3 separate regions of the Mus musculus genome follow, and regions 1 and 2 are each linked to region 3. The links are chromatin contacts, called in public Micro-C and promoter capture Hi-C maps. All regions are on one chromosome and are shown on one strand. Each heading gives the region's core, a stretch centred on a gene start, on an enhancer-like site or on the middle of the called end of the contact. The rest is flanking DNA. Distances are from core to core; before and after follow the strand shown. Region 1 holds the start of Ddx49 (DEAD box helicase 49). Region 2 holds the start of Rfxank (regulatory factor X-associated ankyrin-containing protein). Region 3 holds the start of Ocel1 (occludin/ELL domain containing 1).

Region 1 (2,700 bases), core at 150-2,649, 1.1 Mb before region 3:
GGCTGCTGTCTTGCCACTTCCTGTTTTTGCACAGCCCAAGCAGTCCCGACCTAGGCAGATGGCAAAGCAGCATCAGTGTGGAGCAAGGGCCATGATTGGTCCCTTGGGCATTCCCTCATTATTGTAAGAAATAGATGGGTATGGTCTGCTTTTAGTACGAGGTGAGCTTACAGTTCACTAGAGCTACAGATGAGTTGGAGGCACTGGGTCCTTCTCTCCCCTAGTTAGTCTAAGACTCGGAGAGTTACAGGTGCTCTGCTATGTGACTGAGCCCATGATTAGAAAGGAAGGGCAGCCAGGCAGTAGTGGCGCACACCTTTAATTTCAGCACTTGGGAGGCAGAGGCAGGCAGATTTCTGAGTTCAAGGCCAGCCTGTTCTACAGAGTGAGTTCCAGGACAGCCAGGGCTATACAGAGAAACCCTGTCTCAAAAAAACAAAAAAACAAGGGAAAAAAAAAAGAAAGAAAAGAGAATAGAAGAGAGGCAGCCTCAAGACCCAAACTATTCATTAGAGAAGACTTGGGGCCCCAATGGACCAATGGGATGGGGAATTTGGGGAGGGGAAAAGCCCTGCAGGTCTATGGAAGAAAAGGTCAGGAATTTCCCATATTTGGGGAAAGGCTTCAAAAACTTGCTTGAAATCACCACACCAGCTATTTTTGCCTTTTCTCTATGCTGGTACCCCTTTCTCCAGAATTGAATATTTAAAACTGTTTCATTTCCACTAGTCCCTTGAACGTGTTATTATCTAATTTCCAACAATTATTATAATTGCTTGTTTGAAACAAATTTTCAGGTAGCCCAGGCTGGTCTGCAACTTGCTACCAAACTGAGGATCACCTTGAACTCCTGATCCTCTTGCTTCCACCTGCTCAGTATTGAGATGACTGAGAGTCACCACGTCCGGCTCCAAGGACGCCTCTTTAATGGCAAAAGTGAACTGGGTCGAAGAGCACTGACACAAACACGGAGCATTGGTTTTTACCTGGAGTTTGACGGCTTCTACGTCAAAGCCAGCTCTACCCTTTTTTTTTTTCAGTGCCATGTTTTAGTCATTCACCGATCTCTCCCTATGCTCGGGTGCTACGAAAACTTAAGAGGTGCCACCCATCACCTGTGTGATAATGAACACGAGTCGGTCGCAGCGTAAATGTCAATGCTGCGGGTCAGGGTCCCCGAAACACTCAATGCTGTCCTGATTCCTGGAACCCAAGTGGGGCTAAGGAAGAGCGGGCAAAGAAAGGCATTAAAAGAAAGGCGAGAACTCACCTTCCAGGATGGCCGGAATGCACCCGAGCTGCACCGGCGTGGGCTGCTTCAACCCCAGCTGTCGACACTGTTCTACCAGCCACGACGACAACCCGATCTCAGCGAACCCCGCCATGCTCCAGACCCGGGCAGAGAACCTAGAAATGAGTGCTTCCGGCGCGTGAATGCTACGTCACGTCCACCCCGGCGCAGTCCGGCCTGGAAAAGTTGTGAGAGGACGTTGGCGGAGGAATGTGACGTCACGGAGAGACCCTCTCCAGATCCTTCAACCAATCCGAGCTTTGACCGCTTTTCAGTGTTTTGGTTCTGAAGGCCTTGTGTTTGTTGACGGAATCCGAACTATAGTTCTCGGGAGGCTTTGCAAGGTTTCTTTTTCATCGCCTCTGATTTGTCCCATAGAACTACGTTTCCCAGAGTTCCTGACGACGGGGACCTGCTTCCGGCCTACGTGTCCCAGAAGAAGGTTGGTTAGAGGTGCGGTGACATGGCTCCTCCGGTTCCTGGCGCGGTCTCTGGCGGCTCCGGAGAGGTAGATGAGCTGTTCGACGTGAAGAACGCTTTCTACATCGGCAGCTACCAGCAGTGCATCAACGAGGCTCAGCGCGTGAAGGTGGGCAGCGTGCGGAGCAGCTTCCGGCGCGCTCTGAGGTTCTGGTCCGAGGACTCGGTTTCTCTTATAATTAGGGATGGTTTTCAATTTACTCTGTAACCGAGGCTAACCTTGAGGTCCTGCGCCTCCAGTCTTCACCCCTCCAGTGCTAGGATGACAGGTGTGCACCCCTGTGCCAAGCTTCCAACTTTCTGGTGGTTGATTGACAGGGGCTCACTTTATAGCCCAGGCTGACCTGAAGTCAGGGTAATGGTGAGGTGACAGGTGTGCGCCACTAGCTCCATCATAAAACCTCTTACTGTTTCGTTTTTAAACCCCCCCCGCCCCCCTTTTTTAAGTGTCTAAAGTCAGGCATCATGGTGCACGCCTTCTATTCCAGCACTTGGGAGGCTGATCTCTGTAAGTTTAGGGTCAGCCTGATCTTCATAAGCAGTTCTAGGTCAGTTCGGGTAATACTGTAATCTGTCTTAATAATAGTCCTAAACCGGAGGTAGCTTGGTGTGCCTTAAATCCCAGCACCCAGAGGCAGAGGCAGTCAAGTCTCTGAGTTTTGGACCACTCTGATCTACATAGCGACTTCCAGGACAGCCAGGGTGCTACAGAAAAACCCCGTCTTGAACTGTACCCTCCTCGCCTCCCCCACTCCCCCCAAAAGGGAAGTTTGGTTATAAAAGAAGACAGTCTCCTTTAGCCCAGGCTGGCCTCAGACTCCCCATGTTGCTGAAGAGCACTGAATTCCTGATGGCCATGCCTGCTCTCTGGAGTGCTGGGATCATAGTGTGCACAGCCAAAGCACAGCTTCGATGCAAATGCTCCACAG
Region 2 (2,700 bases), core at 61-2,560, 1.2 Mb before region 3:
GTACCATATTACACACACACACACACACACACATACACGACAATAAAAATAACCTAGGAGGGTGGAGGGGAAGAGTGATGAAAGCAGAGATGTGGTCTGGAACTTGACAGTCTCCCTCACCAGAGCCCAGAGTGGTTCTCACCCTGCAGTGAGGATGCACTGGCATCTGCTTCAGGATTCACAGCGTCTGGGGTGCAGGGGAACAGGCTGAGGACGACAGTGTCTGAGTTCTCTGGGGACTCATCTCTGGTGTCCTCAGGATCCTCTAGGTCAGGAACAGGAGGTTGCTGGTTTGGGACAAGGTTCTCTGCAACCTGAGTGGGCTCCATGGAGGAAGCTGGAGTGAAGAGATGACAGTAATTAGCCAAATCTCGTGGTCCCCAAGATGGCTCAGTTGGTAAAGGCGCTTGTCACCAAGTCAGATGACCCAATTTTGATTCCAGGAACCCACAGGGTGGAGGGAAAAAACTGACCCTGGTAAATTGTCCTCTGACCTCCACACCAAACCCACAGCACAGCCTGCCCACAAAATAAATGAATAAATGAGTTCTTATCTGGGGCTGGAGCTTGGTTAGGTGGGGCATGATAGTGCACACCTTTAGTCCTAGTACTTGGGAGGCAGAGGCAGGTAGATCCCTTTGAGTTCAAGACTAGCCTAGTCTAAATAGTGAATTCCAGGACAGCCATGGTCTGCATATTGAGCCTTGCTTTATGACGCCGGGAAAACTGTGGCTTTAGATAAATATCATTGTTAATAAATTAACACCAGAAGCCAAGGCAATAAAATGAGGGTTCTGGCAGCAGTCTGGGTTCCAATCACTTACAAGCTATAAAAACCTAGTCTATGACTAAGCTGAGCCTCATTCCCTCGTTAATAAGGTGAAGATGTAAGGCCTCAGAGAGGTCATATCAGAAAACATCATAGAGAGATACTAATGTCAAACTTATCAATGTCCCACTGTGGTTATTTGGGCCGGAATCCCCCAAAATGACTTAGGACTCAACAAAAGATGCGACGTGTAAGATCCACTCACCTCCCTCCAGCCTCCTCTGTGTCCCTACGCTGCCAGCCTTGGTCTTCCAAAACTCAGGAAGCTCTGTTCACAAACTTTTCTGGTTCAGTAGATCTCGTAAAGAGCAAGTTGGTGACCAGACGCTCAGTTCTCTAGCTTCCTCTCCTGGGACATAGAGCAGCAACTTAATACGCGACGACTACTCCTACTGGAAAACTCCTCCACTGCGCCTGCGCACCCTTGCCCTGCAAAAGTACCAAAAAATAAAAAATAAAAACCCGAAGCTGCTTCTAGCGCTTTAAGACTGGAGGGAGGAGCGTGGCTTCCGCTGAGGCCAATGGGTACAGTGGCGCATGCGCACGCTATCCTTCCTAAAGGGCTGAAGGAGCCTTAGACTCGCTGAAGATTTTATTGCGCGTGCGCTTCCCCGCCCCATGCACCGCCCCCTCCTGTCTGCCCCAATCGGATCCACAGACGGTGGGAGGGCGGAGCATTTGCCCCACGGGGCGGAGACACATGGGCGGGACTTGTCAAATTTAAAGAGACCGAATATTATTGTTACTTTGTCCATAACAATTTCCCTGCCCTGGTCCCTGAGAATTATCTGTACGTGTAGCAGGGAGTCCTTGACGAGGCATACTATAACATCAAGAAATCTCTATCCTCCCGACACGCTCGCATAGGACTGCCTCCTTCCGTCTATCTCGTGTCTGAATAGAAGTTACCTCGTAAGAGGAGCCAGCGCACAGGACGCCAGAACCCATACCTGAACGTTTAAACGTCTCAACCTCCCGACTTCCGCTTCCGGTTTCTGGGCTCTGCTGGCTGCCTTCACTATGGAAGAACCTGAGATGCAGCTGAAGGGAAAGAAAGGTGTTGCGGGACCCTAGAGGGGTTGGAGGGGCCTAGAGAGGGCAACGCGGGAAGGTACATGACAAAGAGCCGCCGTAGACCTCCCGGCCTGCGGGGTTCGATGGAAAAGGGAGGCCGGTGTCTCCCGCCGGGAGGTGTTGTGATGTATAATGATCCCGGGCAGGAAAAGGCTCTTTTCTACTTCTGAGATAAGGTCCCGGGATGTAACCCTGGCTATATTGGAACTCGCTGTGTAGACCGGGATGGTCTCAAACCTCTCTGCCTTCTGAGAGTTGGAATTAAAAGCAGAATCCATCCAGGTCCCTGCTCAGTGTAATGTGGTTTTTAGCCTGTGAATACGTAAAGGAGTATGTGGGCTTGGTGGCGCAATACTCTAATCCTCTCTTCTCAAGAGACAAGAAATTGAAGGCCAGTTTGGTCTGCACATTGAAACTCAAATCTCGAGAGAAGAGCTGGGGCTTTAGCTCAGTCGTAAACACTTTGACCAGCGCATTCAAAGCTCTGGGTTTGATCCCCGACACTGCAAAATATATTAAGGACCAGATAAGTAGATTATTTTCTTTAGCTGATGGGAGCCCTGCGTGGTAAGAGGAGTTGGTGTCATCTGCCACCATTAGCCTGGTCAGAGCTTGTCTGATACAGGAAGGAGTGGGGGATGAAGGGGACTGAAGTTGGAAGCAACAGGATCCTTGATGGATGGAGCAGGAAGAATAGAGATTTCCTGACTGGGAAAGCTGTTGGTCAAAGTCTACCCTGGGATGATGGTTTTGGTGCAGTTGACTTGTGGTAGGAACATGAGTTCTGGAGTAAAGGA
Region 3 (2,700 bases), core at 21-2,520:
CAGACAGGGCCACATAGTGGGACCTTGACTCCATCTTCCAAAAATAGCACAAGAAAGGCTTGTCAGGCGGCTCAGTTGGTAAAGACACTTGCCACAAAGCCTGACAGCCTGAGTTCCACCCCAGAGCATGAGCAAAATAAGCAGTAAGAGTTAGGGACAAAAAAGCCAATCAAAAACTATATTTAGCCAGGCACTGGTGGCGCACGCCTTTAATCCCAGCACTTGGGAGGCAGAGGCAGGTAGATTTCTGAGTTCAAGGCCAGCCTGGTCTACAGCGTGAGTTCCAGGACAGCCAGGGCTATACAGAGAAACCCTGTCTCAAACAAACAAACAAAAAACAACAACAAAAACAAAATTAAAAACTAATAAATATATTTGGGCCGGGAGTAGTGGTGCATGCCTTTAATCCCAGCACTTGAGAGGCAGAGGAAGGCAGATTTCTGAGTTTAAGGTCAGCCTGGTCTACAAAGTGAGGACAGCCAGGGCTACACAGAGAAACCCTGTCTCGAAAAACCAAAAAAAAATATATATACATATATATGTGTGTGTGTGTGTATATAAATATAGATAGATAGGCTGGAAAGATGGCTCAGTGGATAAGAGCACCGACTGTTCTTCCGGAGGTCATCAGTTAAATCCCAGCAACCACATGATGGCTCACAACCATCTGTACAGCTACAATATTCTCATATACATGAAATAAATCTTTAAAAATAAATATATTAACTGTAATGGTAACTTCAGGGAGTCTGACATGCACACACACATAGTTAGCATAATAAACGTCACTTCTTAGGGTCTAGGGAGATGACTCAGTGTAAGAGTGTGACTCAAGTATGCAGATCTAGGTTCCAACCCCTAGTACTCTTGTAAAATGGCAGAGGTGGGGAGCAGGAACCTATCAACCCAGTGCTAGGAGGGAGATACAAGCAGATCTACCTGGAGCCCGCTGGCCAGCCAGAATACCTAAACAGGGACCATCAGGTTTCGGAGAAACTGTCAAAAAAAAAAAAGTAGGGCTGTACGACACTCAACGACCTGTATTGGTCTCTGAGTATGTACAAGGTCACACACACACAAAAATAATACAATTGCTAAAGAAAAAAATAAATTGGTAAACAAAAAAAAAAAAGCAGAAAGAAAAGAAAAAAAAAAAACTACCTTATTTTCCCAATAGACTGGGGTAAATGAATAGGCCAAACAGCATAGTGAAGGGCTGATTCCAACCCAGAGAGGAACACGCGCCGCAGGCTCCGCCCACCCTGAGAGCCCCGCCCTAGCGGCCGAGCGCCCGTGCCAACGGCTCCACCCGCAGTTCCTGCACAGCTGCGTTCCCGGCGGCAGGGCCAGACGGGGCTCTGGGACAGGTGACACCGAGTGGGATCCTCGGATAACCACAGGCGGGCGGGGGCTGGAAGCTTTGTGGGCCGTAACCCCGCGAGGCAAGAGGCGAAGGGGTCGTCTCGACTCGGACCCCAGTCGCCCTCCGCTGCTTTGCGCTCTTCCGGTTTCAAGAATGGGGCGGGGCCCGCGCTGCACCGCCAGCCACTCTCGAGCATGACGCCGCGGTGACGTCGCGGCGCCTCGTCAGTGCCCCTTTCCGGGATCCGCACTCTGGGTTGCGCGGCCAGCCAACCGCGCTCGCGTATGCAAATACATGCAGGTCCCGCCTCCAGGCGCGGCCGGCGGGGTCCTCTGGCCAGGCTCTCAGGCCCGGAAGCCACTTGCAATTCGCGCCCTGCCGCCAGGGGGCGCCAGAGAGCTGCAGCCCCACGCATGCCTGCCCCGGAGCGTCCGCGCTCCAGACGGCCGCAGAGCCAGCCCGGGCCGGGAGAGCTCTGCGTGAGGCCCCGGAAGATCGTGTTTGCGGATGAGCTGCGCCCCCGGGAGCCACTGCACCCTGAGAAGCATCCCAGAGATCTGGGACCCCGCCTCAACCCAGTACCTGACTACGAGCTGTGAGTGCCCACTCGTTGTAAGACCAGGTCTGGTCGTCTAGTCCAAGATAGCCCCTACCTTAGTCTCCTGAATTCATCATACCCACGTTCCCTCAGAGCTTCTTAATGCCTGGGAAACAGAAAGGGGCATTGAGGCTGGGGTTTTGATGGGCGAATAAGAGTTTATGAAATTAGGAAACGGAATTGGTGGTAGAAGGCATTTTGATTTGGTGGTCAGCACTGGCAAAGGAAAGCCAATTGCCGGGCCTAGCAGTGGTGACACACGCCTGTAATCCCAGCACTTGGGAGGCAGAGGCAGGCGGATTTCTGAGTTCGAGGCCAGCCTAGTCTATAGAGTAAGTTCCAGGACAGCCAGGGCTACACAGAGAAACCCTGTCTCAAAAAAACCAAAAGAAAAGAAGAAGAAAAGCCAATTGCCATGATGGGTGGAAAGACAGATTTCCCTCTACTTATACACTGACTGACCCCTTCCAACCTGGTAGTAAGTACCCACCAGTGACCAACAGAAGGGACCGGAGCCGCTATGCCGCAGTGTTCCAGGACCAGTATGGCGAGTTCTCGGAGCTCCAGCGGGAGGTGGGGGCCACACAGGCTAAGCTCCAGCAACTGGAGGCCCTGCTGCTGTCGCTGCCCCCGCCACGAAGCCAGGTCAGCCCAGGAACTCCTGTGCCCCAGCTTCCTGCGGCTGTGCAGCTTCTACTGGGTGGCATGCTGTCAGGGTCATGGTGGCCCTTCTGAGCCC

Evidence for each region. A called contact is a pair of places that touch in the nucleus more often than the background predicts. Capture Hi-C pulls out chosen DNA fragments and counts their contacts.
Region 1: a Micro-C map of embryonic stem cells shows a contact between it and region 3, with 6 times the contacts expected there. The contact joins the promoter of Ddx49 here to the promoter of Ocel1 in region 3. A contact is called at or near these places in 3 of 484 Hi-C or Micro-C datasets (CD4 T cells, CD8 T cells and embryonic stem cells), 4 of 115 datasets of contacts at active chromatin or transcription factors (embryonic stem cells, extraembryonic endoderm stem cells, large pre-B cells and 1 more) and 1 of 9 other capture datasets (adipose tissue).
Region 2: a promoter capture Hi-C map of liver shows a contact between it and region 3, with 2.4 times the contacts expected there. The contact joins the promoter of Rfxank here to the promoter of Ocel1 in region 3. A contact is called at or near these places in 1 of 39 promoter capture datasets (embryonic stem cells) and 1 of 9 other capture datasets (liver).

What each region holds. Positions count from the first base shown.
Region 1 is chr8:70,301,053-70,303,752 of GRCm38.p6, forward strand. Ddx49 (DEAD box helicase 49) reads right to left here and starts at 1,400. Exons shown (of 13, transcript NM_001024922.2): 1 at 1,271-1,400; 2 at 1-50. The coding sequence starts at 1,385. Cope (coatomer protein complex, subunit epsilon) reads left to right here and starts at 1,715. Exons shown (of 10, transcript NM_021538.2): 1 at 1,715-1,880. The coding sequence starts at 1,755.
Region 2 is chr8:70,137,887-70,140,586 of GRCm38.p6, forward strand. Rfxank (regulatory factor X-associated ankyrin-containing protein) reads right to left here and starts at 1,311. Exons shown (of 9, transcript NM_011266.2): 1 at 1,035-1,311; 2 at 143-337. The coding sequence starts at 329. Gm45929 (predicted gene, 45929) reads left to right here and starts at 1,613. Exons shown (of 9, transcript NM_001310055.1): 1 at 1,613-1,886. Borcs8 (BLOC-1 related complex subunit 8) reads left to right here and starts at 1,613. Exons shown (of 6, transcript NM_001145552.2): 1 at 1,613-1,886. The coding sequence starts at 1,850.
Region 3 is chr8:71,370,028-71,372,727 of GRCm38.p6, forward strand. It overlaps Ocel1 (occludin/ELL domain containing 1), which reads left to right and starts at 1,271. Exons shown (of 4, transcript NM_029865.2): 1 at 1,271-1,958; 2 at 2,441-2,606. The coding sequence starts at 1,648.